2 separate regions of the Macaca mulatta genome follow, and region 1 is linked to region 2. Evidence: chromatin contacts called from public Hi-C data. All regions are on one chromosome and are shown on one strand. Each heading gives the region's core, a stretch centred on a gene start, on an enhancer-like site or on the middle of the called end of the contact. The rest is flanking DNA. Distances are from core to core; before and after follow the strand shown. Region 1 holds the start of EMSY (EMSY transcriptional repressor, BRCA2 interacting). Region 2 holds the start of WNT11 (Wnt family member 11).

The links. A called contact is a pair of places that touch in the nucleus more often than the background predicts.
Region 1: a Hi-C map of fetal cortex germinal zone shows a contact between it and region 2, with 1.9 times the contacts expected there. The contact joins the promoter of EMSY here to the promoter of WNT11 in region 2. A contact is called at or near these places in 2 of 14 Hi-C or Micro-C datasets (fetal cortex germinal zone and fetal cortical plate).

Annotation. Positions count from the first base shown.
Region 1 is chr14:76,849,909-76,855,970 of T2T-MMU8v2.0, reverse strand. EMSY (EMSY transcriptional repressor, BRCA2 interacting) reads right to left here and starts at 1,331. Exons shown (of 21, transcript XM_015115232.3): 1 at 1,216-1,331. It overlaps LOC106993391 (a long non-coding RNA gene), which reads left to right and starts at 1,664. Exons shown (of 4, transcript XR_013404179.1): 1 at 1,664-2,063.
Region 2 is chr14:76,643,588-76,650,286 of T2T-MMU8v2.0, reverse strand. WNT11 (Wnt family member 11) reads left to right here and starts at 5,200. Exons shown (of 10, transcript XM_001086955.5): 1 at 5,200-5,487. It overlaps TRNAP-AGG (transfer RNA proline (anticodon AGG)), which reads right to left and starts at 5,615; the gene lies at 5,544-5,615. TRNAP-UGG (transfer RNA proline (anticodon UGG)) reads left to right here and starts at 5,249; the gene lies at 5,249-5,320.

The DNA of each region.
Region 1 (6,062 bases), core at 82-2,581, 210 kb before region 2:
GATAAAATTTGTGAAGCTCCTAGCAAGTTAAAGAAACGTACTAAATAACTATCTCCTCAAGTCTTAACAATGGAATATGAATCTTGATCCTGTAGTTATTGAAAACCATTTACCAAAAGTTTAGCTGCCAGGAACTTACTTAGAACTGGGAATTTTCTAGTGTAAAACACAAAACTACACGGCGCTGGGGACTCGCGCAATACCTGCTTAGCACAGAGTACAGCCGCTGTAAAGTATTTGTTAAATGGGTAAGTGAATGGTTGACGCGACTGAGTAAAACGAATGAATGAATGAGCCCACTGTCTAGCCTAGAAGTTAGACACAGAACCGAAATAACTGCTATATCCCGTCCCAGGCGCTGGGGCTGCTAACTCCAACTCTGTGTCCCGAGGTGAGCCCCCCTCCCCCTACTTCCCATAGTCCTCTCAGCTCAGAACCAACCCAAGGCAAGGAGAACTGGACTGCGCGCCCCAGCCGGCAGTATGACATAAAGAAAAGGGGTGGGGAGGAGGAAGAAGGGGCAGAGCCAAAGGAATCCGCTCCCTCCACAAGCCAGTCCCCGCCTCCCGACAGGATCTTGGAGGCGGTCGGAGGCTGCTAGAACCGAGCACCACGTCACGGCATCCCGGCGCGTCCCAGCCAGGGGACCCCACAGCGGGGACGCAACGCATCGGAAACCCGGGCAGTAGTTGCCGAAGCCCGCTCGGGGAATCGGGATCTTGTAGGATCCTTCCCCACTCAAGTGTCAAGGAGGCAAGCCCGCCCCGCCCCCTCTCCAAACACGCACTCCCTCGCAGCACCACAACAAGAGCAGCCCGCCCAGGCTCCTCACCCGGGCCTCTCGGCGCCGGTTCCAATGTCAAGCCCACGACCCAAGCCCCTCGGGGCCAGTAGCTGTTGTCAGGGGTCCCGGCTGGCACCCACGCCTCACTCCCTCCCCAGCGGAGAGGACAACGGAGAGAGAGTAAGCCAGCGGACAGCCAGCCAGACGACCTGGACTCACCGGGAGTCTCCCAGAGCTAGACCCCCGGAGTCCCAGCACCAGGCCTGCCAGAGTCCCCCTGAGTCCACCTCGGGGAGCCCCACGATCCCGTTAGGAAACAACGGAGGATGGGGCTGGGAGCCCCAAGCCGGGCTCCGAATGGTTGGCCCGGCGCTCCTCTACCCTGGCTGGTCTGCCAGCTCTTTCCAGGACCCTGCCAGAGAGTCACCCACCTGCCCGGCCTTTCGGGGCTCATCTAAAAGGCTCCTCCGCCAAGACTAGGGGACACCAGGAATTGGGTTTGTTTGCGGTGCCTCTGAAGGGGCAAGATGGCGACAGATAACAGGGCGCAGGCGCAGCCGCGCGCGGCCAGTCGGGAGGTGTAGTTCGCCTTTCCCGCCTTTCGGAGGACAAACACCAAAAGCCTTCCATTCATCTTGTCCTTTTTTTCCTCCGCGTTATGAAAGAAAAGGACAGACATCGCGGAGGGTGCTGGGAGTTGTGGTCGGAATACAAACTCCAACCTCTTTCGCTTCGGGTTTGCTGTCGTACGCGCAAGGAAGGCCGGGATTGTAGTTCTCTTGGCTTCTGCTACATACCCTCCTGTCTCTGGCTTCGCGCGCCTCTCCTGGGCTGCCTTCTCCCAGCCAATCGGCTGCCCTCTCTGCTACGTGTGGCGTCACACGTAGCGGCCAAGATGGCGCTAGCGGGTGTAGCAGGGGTTTTGCTGCGACCTTTACTGTAGCGAGGTTAGGGATGATGGGAGAGCAGCTTTGTTCCTGAAGTGCCGTCGAGGATTAGGATCGAGTTTCTTCGATAGTGAGGGCAATTATTAGCGGCCTCTAGCCCCCCAGACGGCATCTTGAGGAGAGAGAATCCACGCTACGAGAACTAACATAGTGGACATCGCAGTTGTCCGTAGCCGATTTGCGGGTTACGGAGTTGCAAGTAGAGAAGAGGAAATCCGAACGTTCTCGAGTTCGGTTTCTTCCACGTATGAAATGGGAATGGTAGTGATATCCCGTGCTATCTCTGTCAAGGGCAAGAAGGAGAAGGAATTTATTTGAGGCCCTACGACGTGGTAGGTTCACCCTCTACCTTTGTTCTTATTTTATTTGTGGAAAAGGTCTTGTTCCTATTTTACAGGTGAGAAAGGGGGCCCAACATAGAGTTATTTGCGGCCATAAAACCGAAGCCAGTTGCCTGATAGTGAAGATTCAATGAAATCTTGTGATTGACTTCCCTCTTTAAATTTTTTACTTTGGGTAACATCGGATCCGGTAGAAACTCTTCAGAAAGAGTTTTTAATATGCATTCTACAATTTCCAGACATAGTTTCCTTCTTGAAAAATTGGGTTAATACTACCCTATAGGGATCTTGTGAAGCACCACATAAACGTTGTAAGTTGTGAACCACTATACAAACGTATGAGACTCTTCATGTTCTTGAGTGGAACTGTAGGTTAGGAAGAGAAGGTAAATAACAGCATTTAAGTTTTCTACTACTATTTGCCCATTAGCTAAAAATACTCTCCGAAGTCTAGGAAAATCACTGTTGTTGAAACCCAACCTACACCTTCAGAAAATCGTAAAGTGGAACATATTAATCACCAGGCCCTTCCTCCACTGTCTCCCTGATCTTCCTATGCATCCAGCTGCTTAAGAACTCTTGGAAAGATAGTAAGTGAAATCTTCATAGAGGATTTTTGCACTTTCATTTGAGCCTCGCAACATTTCAGTGCGACATGTACGATTAAGGTGTTTCATACTATGAATGAGAAAAACAGATGTTCCAAGAACTCCCTGGATTTCACAGAGCTAGGAATTGGAAGGGAGCTAGGCTTTGTAATACCAGGTCTTCTGATCTCCAGGTGTCCTTTCCTCTACAATGAATGTCTACTCCTCTACAGTGGAGTAGAAATTGAAAGACAAGGGGCTTAAAAAACTGACCCTGACTTTAAGAAGTAGCATATGAGTGATGAATTGTTATAGTCAATCCTTGTGTTTACTAAGTGCCACATACTGGTCTAAGCATTTTACATATTAATTCAGTCCTTAGAACAACTTTACAAGGTGGAAACTTTTATTATCTCTAATTACAAAGGAGGCAACTAAGGCCTAGGAAAGAAGTAAAATAGCTTACCTAAAGTCACACATAAGTAAATGGTGGCTCACACCTGTAATCCCAGCACTTTGGGAGGCCGAGGCGAGTGGATTACTTGAGGTCAGGAGTTCAAGATCAGCCTGGCCAACATGGTGAAAGCCCACCTCTACTAAAAATACAAAAATTAGCTGGGCATGGTGGCATGTGCCTGTAATCCTAGCTACTCGGGAGACTGAGACAGGAGAATTGTTTGAACCAGGGAGGTGGAGGTTGCAGTGAGCCAAGATCACTCTACTGCATTCCAGCCTGGGCAACAGAGCAAGACTCTGTCTTAAAAAAGAAAAAAAAAGGTAAAGCTGGGATTTAAACTTGATTAGGTTGGCTCTAGAGCCTATGCTCTAGACCAGTGGTTCTAAACTTTAATGTTCAAAAGGAACCACTTGAGGATCTTGTTAAAATGCAAATGTTGGTAGTATAGATAATAGGTAAGGCCTGGATCCTATAGTCCTAACAGGCCCCCAGGTGATGTTGATGGGGCTGGTCATTACATACTACAGTTCACATCTTCCCTTTTCTCCTAACCATATTTGTTTTGCAGCCAGAAACTACCTTTCCCGTGCTGTCTGTGACTGCTTTCTAGTCCCAAATGTTCCCAACATGCTCTTCCCTAAGGATTAGACTCGAACTTTTTCCTCAAGCTTATCCCGCCCCTGTCTTTCCCTCTAGGATAAGACAGACATCCCTGCTCCCCCACTGCTTACTGTACACCTTGTTACAGAGCTCAGAACACTGAATTATGGCCATTTATTTGAAAATCTTCCTGGCTGGGAGCAGTGGCTCATGCCTGTATTCCCAGTAGTTTGGGAGGCCGAGGTGGGTGGATCACTTGAGGTCAGGAGTTCAAGACCAGCTTGGCCAACATGGAGAAATCCCATCTATACTAAAAATAGAAAAAGTAGCCAGGCATGGTGGCATGCATCTGTAGTCCTAGCTACTCGGGAGGCTGAGGCAGGAAAATCACTTGAACCTAGGAGGTGGAGGTTGCAGTGAGCCAAGATTGTGCCACTGCACTCTAGCCTGGGTGACAGAGCAAGACCCTGTCTCAAAAAAAAAAAAAGAAAAAGAAAATCTTCCTGACTGGACAACGAGCTCTTTGAGGAGAGGGACCAATCAGATCTGTGTACTATAGAGTCTAGCATATAATAAGAATAATAGCTAATATTTATATAGAGCCTTCTGTATTCCAGATCATGTTATACACATTAACTTGTTTAATCCCTGATAAAACCTTACAGATACAGTTTTATCCCCATTTTATGAATGAAGAAACTAAGGCATAGAGAGGTTAAATAGCTGGCCCAAGGTAACAAGCTTGTAAGTAACAGAGCCATGATTTTAAATAAAAGGCACTTTCACTCCAGGAAATGTGTGGTAAATAAAATGAGAGCCACTCTACACTCAACCAAAGAAGAAAAACTAAGACTTACTATCCTATTAGACATGAGTATAACTACCTGTAGTCTGGCAAAATACATAGAAATCTGTTCCCCTGGCCAGGTGCAGTGCTTCACGCCTGTAATCCCAACACTTTGGGAGGCTGAGGTGGGCGGATCACCTGAGATCGAGAGTTCGAGACCAGCCTGACCAACATGGAGAAACCCCATCTCTACTAAAAGTGCAAAATTAGCTGGGTGTGGTGGCACATGCCTGTAATCCCAGCTACTTGGGAGGCTGAGGCAGGAGAATAGCTTGAACCCAGGAGGTGGAGGTTGTGGTGAGCTGAGATCATGCCATTGCACAACCTGGGCAACAAGAGCAAAACTCCATCTCAAAAAAATAAATAAAAATTAAAAAAAAAAAAATCTGTTCCCCTTTGCTGGATTTACTTTCTTTCCTTTCTATCCTGGACCCCATTTTTATTTATTTCAAATTCAGTCTCAATCAGTACTTTCAAGTTTATTCAACCATCTCTGTCCTTCCGTCGACCCTGAAATAGTTCTCAACCTGTGATCAGTTTCCTATCTTTCCCCAAGTTTGATATAGCTGTTAGTCAACTCTTAGTGCATAAGAAGTATTATCCCAAACTTTAGTGACTTAAAACAAGAATAATTTTTTAAAGTTTTATACGTTTTTGCCGTTTGTATTGAAATCAAGAGTGGCTTAGCTGGGTGGTTCTGGCGTGGGTCTTCCAAGCAGTTGCAGCTATCTGACGGCTGACTGGGGCTGGAGGATCAGCTTCCAAGGTACCTCACATTGGTTGGAAAGTTAGCAAGGAAAGAGGCCTCAGTTTCTCACTATAGACCTCCCTATAAGGCTGCTTGAGCATCTTTGGGATATAATAACTGGCTTGCCCCAGAGCAAGTGATCCAAAAGAGTGTTACAGAAGCTGTAATGTTGCAATATGTATGCAGAGAGATTTAGATATAAAATCAGATTTTATATATTTGTATAAATGTGTATGAAACTCACATACTATGAAGGTGAATTTGTACAGCAGTAAAGCTAGAACAACTGGTGGGAATAAGTTGAAGTAATACTATGTAGCATTTATTACAGACTCATTATGAGAAGAACACCTTGCTTATCTTATTTAAACCTTATAGCATTCCTATGACTTAGTAATCATTGTTCCATTTTACAGTTGAGGAAACCAAGCCCTAGAGAAAAATCATTTGTCCAAATACAAATATCACCAGAAGACTCTTCCCCCGAACACACAGGTGTTAAGGAGGTCTGGTTATCTATGATTCCATAACCATTGCTGTGGCCTAAATTATCTGTTTTGCTCATGAATCTCCAATTTGGGTGGGACTTAGTGGGGACAGTTAATCTCTGTTCCTCTTGACATCAGCAAGGGAAATTTGAAGACTGAGGTCTGGGATCATATGAGGGCTCATTCATTCATAAGACCAGCAGTTGACATTGGCTGTTGTCTGGAATCAGTCACAGGCCCACCCAGGTTCAAGGAAAGGGGAA
Region 2 (6,699 bases), core at 3,951-6,450:
CAGAACAGCCAAGAAGGAAGGAGCCTGGGGACCCATGAGGGGCCAGGGGGCCAGAAAGGGTGAGGCATTTGCCCGGGTTCCACAGCGGGTTGGGGCTCAGTCAGGCAGCAGACCCAGGAACTAGTACCCATACCCAGGTTGCCTGCCCCCGCCCCCCGCCCCTCCGGGCAGCCTCCTCTTGTATGTATGATCCTGGAAGGAAGGCCTGGAGTGGCAGGGCCAGTCCCTCCAGCTGAGACGGCAGGTGGGGTGCACAGGAACATCACCCCCCCAACCTGAGTCGCCCTTCCAGAGGATGCCGCGGGCAGTGGCAGATTAATGGTGCGGAGGCCACTCATTTCCTGTGGCCAGGAGATGGGCCGCACCACACAGCCCCCCATTGTGGGCTGCCCTTATCTCGGGAAGTTCCGCCTGCCCCATCCGGAAGAGGCAGCTAGGCCCCCATGCCCCTGGCCTCACCTTTCTTTGCCTTTTGGAAGCTGGGCTCACAGGGCTCAGATCCTGCAGGCCTCGGTCTCCCCTCCTCCTGTGGGAAGCCTGGACTTGACCCTAGGGGCAATGGGGAGCCTGGAGGGCCCAGACTTGACCCTGGGAGCAGTGGGGAGCCTGGAGGGCCTGGACTTGACCCTGGGGACAGTGGGGAACCTGGAGGGTGGAGCAGGGTGGGGCCTGGTCTCATCTGGAGTTAAGAGAGGTAATTCTAGGGGCTTCAAGAATGAACTGGGAGGGGCGAGGCTGGAGGCAGTGAGTAGAGGGAGCCTGGCTACACATGGAGGCCTAGCTGGAAGGGGGAGGACAGGGCAGGGCACTGCATTTCTCTGCTTAGAACCTCCCTTTGAGTGTACACAGCCTCTGGTTCAGACACTCACTTTAGGAGGCAGCACAGGCACACACAGATTCCCCAGGAAGCCTTCCCTGACCACCAGTTGGTCCAGGTCTCCCCAGCCAAATGGGGCTCAGCGCCCTGTGCTTTGCCTCAGACCGTTTAGACCCCTGAGTGTCCTGTGTGGATGCAGATCTGTCTCCTTCATTAGACTGGACATGCCTGGATGGTGGAGACCCCCATGTCTCCAGGACTCACCCCACCCCTGCCCTCTCCAGCTTGGTGAGTTGGACCCACTAAACCTGGCTCCAGCCCAGCCACCACCCCAGGCACATCTCCCTCCGCACAGGCTCTCAGAGTCCCCTCCCCACAGACCTGCCCTCTCGCTCCCATGCTTTTGGCCAAGTATGTCCCTCCACCCAGAATGCCCCTTCTACGTCTCCCCTGGCCAAATCCCAGCCATCATTAAGGGCTGTTCAGGTGCCACCATTCCTTGAAGCCTTGCTAGGCCTACCACTGATGCCAGGCAGTTCTGCAAATGCCTTTCTCCCTTTTCCACTGGTGCAGCTGCATTCAATAAATTCGTTTAAAGATTCCATAGCTTTTTAAAAGAAAATTTGAGACCATTCAATTTGTCCATCCCAACTCTTGAGAGGTGAAGACACCAGTTCAACTGAGGTCTCATGAGAAGTCTAGAACAGATTTTCATTTTAACAGAGGAAGCTGTTGTCAGCTTCCAAGAATGAGTTCACCATTTCCCAATGACCAACAACCCAACAGCTCTGGGAGGGCAGCCGTAGGCCAGCAGGTGGTGGAGTGAGGACCCTGCTGGTGCACTCGCGCCTCCCGTGACATCTGCCCCTCAGGAGTGGAGGAGAGGGAAGGATGGCCTCCCTGAGACCAGACAGACAACAAGCCTGTGCCCGAACCGCATAGATGAAGATGCTCAGGGGTTAGCAGAAAGCTCACAGATACTTTCACCTCCATTTCTTCCCTTCCCCACTCACAACCTCCCTCTGGACAGCTACCTTTACACTCATTTTACCGATGAGGAAACTGGTTCCAAGAGCCTGAGTGACTTGTTCAAGGTCACCCAGAATGATGGAGGGGCTGGGAAGCCAACCCCAGTCTTCCAGCCCAGCTGAAAGTTGGCCAGTGTCAAAGCCCTGCCTGAGGTCACCTAAACACAGGAACGAATGATCTTCTGTGTCTGCGGCTGGGGCGAGGGGGCCCCGTGGCTCTGGGGAGACGCAGGGCAGGAGAAACCTACCACTGGGACGGAGTTTGAGTGGCTTTCCATTTCCCGGACTGGGTCCTGAAGTTAATGATTGACCTGCAGTTCTGTGCGCAGCCTGGCAAGTGCCCAGACTTGGAGGGGCTTGATCCCTGACACTCTGCCCTGAGGGGATTCTTAGAGTAGAGGTTGGGGGAGGAAGCCAGCCTCGGCCAGGGTGGTGGCTCCATAATGCCATGGCCATGGGAGCTGGCCTCGGTCACTGGGGGTGGTGGTACCTGCCCCCCACCACCCAGACGGGAGATTGGGAAGAAGGTGGGGGGCAGCACGGAGGGTCAGGAAGGGGTGGTGGAGGAACATGATCCTCTCGGTGCCAACACCCTGGGCACAGTGGATCTGGAGATGAATGAATCCCTTCCTGACAGTGATGGTGTTATCCCAGCCTGCTCCCAGCCCTGGCAGTCTTCAAGGCAGGCCTCAGGCTGCTTCATCTCAAGTGGAAGATAGTGGGCAACTTGGCCATACATACCCAAAGGCATCATTTGAAAGTCGGGATGCGGGCCTGGAAAGGTGGCTCACTCCTGTAATTCCAGCACTTCGGGAGGCCAAGGCGGGCCAATCACCTGAGGTCAGGAGTTCAAGACCAGCCTAGCCAATATGGTAAAACCCAGTCTCTATTAAAATTTAAAACTTAGCTGGGTGCTGTGGCATGCACCTGTAACCCCAGCTACTTGGGAGGCTGAGGTAGGAGAATGGCTTGAACCCAGGAGGCAGAGGTTGCAGTGAGCCAAGATCATGCCACTTCACTCTAGCCCGGGAGACAGAGTAAGATTCCATTAAAAAAAAAAAAAAAAAAAGTCAGGATGCCAGCATAATCTGGGCAAAAGATGGTGGGCTGTGGGCAGTGGGCAGTGGGAATGACTGACAATTGTCATGATCTCCTGACGGCCCCTAGCCTACAGAGGAGAAAGCCTGGTTCACCCAGCAGCACATCTGGGGTGTGCAGCACATCTAGGGTGTAGCCGGGTCCTGAGGCAAGCCTAGAGAGCTGTCCTCAGCCCCTCCACTGGAGCCTCCACTCAGCCTGTCTCAATGAGCCTGAGAACCTCTGCCTAAGGTTTGCCCTACTCCACTGGATGCCCTGTGGCCTCCCTGCTCCTGTGTGGGGCTCGATCTCGGCTCATTGAAACCTCCACCTCCCAGGTTCAAGTGATTCTCCTGCCTCAGCCTCCCGAGTAGCAGGGATTACAGGCACCTGCAACTATGCCCAGCTCATTTTTGTATTTTTAGTAGAGACGGGGTTTCACCATGTTGGCCAGGCTGGTCTCAAACTCCTGACCTCAGGTGATCCACCCTCCTCGGCCTCCAGGGATTACAGGTGTGAACCACCACGCCCAGCCGGGAAAGCAGTTTTTCAAAGGCTCTGGTGTAGTGGAGAGAGCTCCATGTGAGATCAGACAGATCCAGTTGTAGAGGCTGGGTCCTCCTCACCTAGATTCTTCAGCCCCTAGCATGGGCTCTGGCACCAGAGTCAGTTGAATAAATGAATAACCCCAATTCCAACAATTACAGAATACGTGCCCTTGGGCAAGTCACTCCACTTCTGTGGCCTCAAGCTTCCTTATCTGTGAAATGGGGATAACTGTAAAACACCCTTAACCTGGATGTTGATGTTGAGAGATTCAGTAAGAAAATATGTAAAATGCCTTATATTGTGCTTGGCACATGGTAAGACGCTTAATATCTAAAGATATTTTTACCTCCCTTTGGGTTCATTCCTCCTCACGTGCAACTTAAAAGCACTTCAGAAACCGCAAAGCTATTGGCCCACTCTGTGAGTCCTTCTCAAGTATTCAGACAGGAATGTACATAAAATGGAGGCCTTGCTGGGACAGGCTGAAGTAATGTCATTTTCAGAAGCAGTGAAAAGCAGCAGAGCCAGAAGTTATTTGGGGGTTAGTGACTCAGGAACACATGAATGTCGGGAACTGCCCTTTGCTTTATAAATTGTTTCCACACAATTTCAGATATTTCCTGGAAAACAAATGTGAATATAAATATAATGTAAATGGGTAAACGAAAATGTATAAGGGGGAAAGCAAGGCAGGCAGTGGGAGATCACTGACACCTTAATTTCAATCCCAGTTTTGCCATGTGAAGCTGTGTGACCTTGAGTAACACACTTAACCTCTCTGACCCCTTTGCTTACCAGTAAATGGGGGCATTTCTTACCTTGAGAGGTTATTGAGAGAGTTCAGTAAGAGATGGCGTGTGAAATCATTGCTGATTATTTGTGTTAATTCTTCGAAGGCAAGCGCTGCTCCATACCCTGAGCATAGGGAAAGGGCCAACTTAGCTCCTGATCCCGCAGAGGTTCCAGTCTGAGTCGCTGGAATGGGAAGAGAACAGCGGACCCCAGGAGGTTGGGGTTGACCCTGAGCGGAGAGGAAGGACGAAAGGTAATCTGTAGGTGAGTGTTTCGGGGCAATGTTCGTTAATGCAAAAAATAAGAACAACCTGCAGAGCCAGGCACATTGTTTGCCCTCTGCGCCAGATCCTCGCGCGCACTCGCGCTGCCACATTAGCACTCAGTGCTCCAGGCTCCGTGCTCCCTCCGCCGCGCGGCCAAGCGGTCTCCATTTTGGGGGAGCTGCGGAAAGCCTCGGTCTTTAAGTCGCTGCCCCGCCCCTGCAGGGTTGAGGCCGCCTTGGCCTCGTTCACATCGTCCCTTCTGTGTCGCCCTCGTCCGCGGCCTGCGCACCCTCCGCTCCGGCCCTGGACTGACACATCGCTTTTGGGGTCGATGCACTGTGTCCAGCATTCGGCCTGAACTGATTAGGCACTTGCTGTATGCCGAGCCTGAGGCAGCCCCTGCCCGGGCGCTGGAGGCGGGAAGCATAGATCTGGGATTCCAAGGCGGGGGTGTGTCCCGCCGGTGATTGAGGGTTCGCGGGGACAGGAGTTGAGGGGCAGGGAGGAAAGGGTTTCCGGGTAGAATGGGGGCGCGGTACGTTCTTAGGAGCAAAGTCGGGGGACACTAGCAGGCCTGAATCCCTGCTTGTTCAAGGGGATCGCGTGGATTTCTGTGCATAGAAACCACGCCCCACCCGACTAGTTCTCGCATGCGCTGCCCCACGCTCTTGCCACTGCCTTCGACTCTAGTAAATTGAAAGCGAAGAGCTTGAGCAGCTGGCTCGTTGGTCTAGGGGTATGATTCTCGGTTTGGGTCCGAGAGGTCCCGGGTTCAAATCCCGGACGAGCCCCTCTTTTCTTAACTTCTTTTATCTGCTTGGCACACGTAACTTGGCGTTCTACAGTCCTAATGAACGCGAAATGGGACCTGGCACAATTCGAAGAGGTCGCATCGACGATTGAAAACGAGGGAGCGGTTTTGCCCACTGGTTGCTATCTAAAGAATTCTTCCAGTTCGGTAAGTGCTGTTATTTAGGGTACTGAGATGAGGGAAAAGGAAGGGAAAGAAAATAAGGGCTCGTCCGGGATTTGAACCCGGGACCTCTCGCACCCTAAGCGAGAATCATACCCCTAGACCAACGAGCCACCGTTCGTAAAGCATTTTGTTTCACTTTGTAAGTAGAATAGGAGGCGCCCTAGAGCCTGCGCATTTGCGTCCCAGCGGAACAGGACCCACGCAATGGCCTGTGCACTTTGGTCTCGCCTCCGGTATCCGATCCTGTATCCGCACAGTGGGACCCCGAGACTCGCTCTGTCGCCCGCGAGCCCTGGATCTGGACGCAGGGAGAACGCAGCCAGTCCGCGCTGCAGCGGGGAAACGTGCCTTTCTGCAGACACAGGGACCACGAGTTTACACTGGACCTGGGAGCTGGGGCGGGAACGCGGAGAACTGCAGACCGGGAGCTGGGGGCGGTGGACTGGGATCCCGGGCAGGAGAATTCTCCCTGAATCATGTGTGGAGTTCCCTAACGCGCCTGCGTTCCAAACATCACCTCACCATCATCATCGTCATTATGATTGCGCAGCTTGGGTAATCCTGGGTTCCTGGATGTCTAGCTTTGTGGGAGGGTAACTAACATTGCGAGGCTTTGGCCTGACTTTTCAGTCAGGGCTGGGTCAGATGTGCAATTTCTTGGTTTAGCTACCTAATCCCGGGCTGAACCCACCGACTCGGGTTCACCGAATGGGCCTCCCAACATGTGGGGCGCCAGGCACGGTTTCCCGTGCTTGGCCTCTGCGTCCACGGTCCATGGGTTCTAGGCTCCCGGAGAAGCCTCTGTGGGAAACAGGGGTGCCAGACCCACTCCGAGAAACAGGTTCCATGGAGCCCTTCCACCTTGTGGCTCAGTGTCCTTGGGACATGTAGCCAATGTGTTTGGCATGCCTCCCTGGTGAAAAAGGGGTCACAAGGTCTGCCTTCTTGCCTGCCAGAGAGAACTGGGAGCTCCCCACCACCGCCCCCTGTCTCCCGTAGGAGAGCGGAAGGTAGTGGCTGTGCTGGCCTCCATCACAATGCTAGCAGCGGTGCAGATCCAGCGGTGCAGATCAGTCCAGCCAATTTCCGTTGTGCTCTCTGTCGCTCTCTCTCTCGCTCTGGCTCTCTCTTCCTCCCCACCCCTTTCCACCCCACACACACCCTGACTTCAAGATGAGGAAACTGAGACTGTGA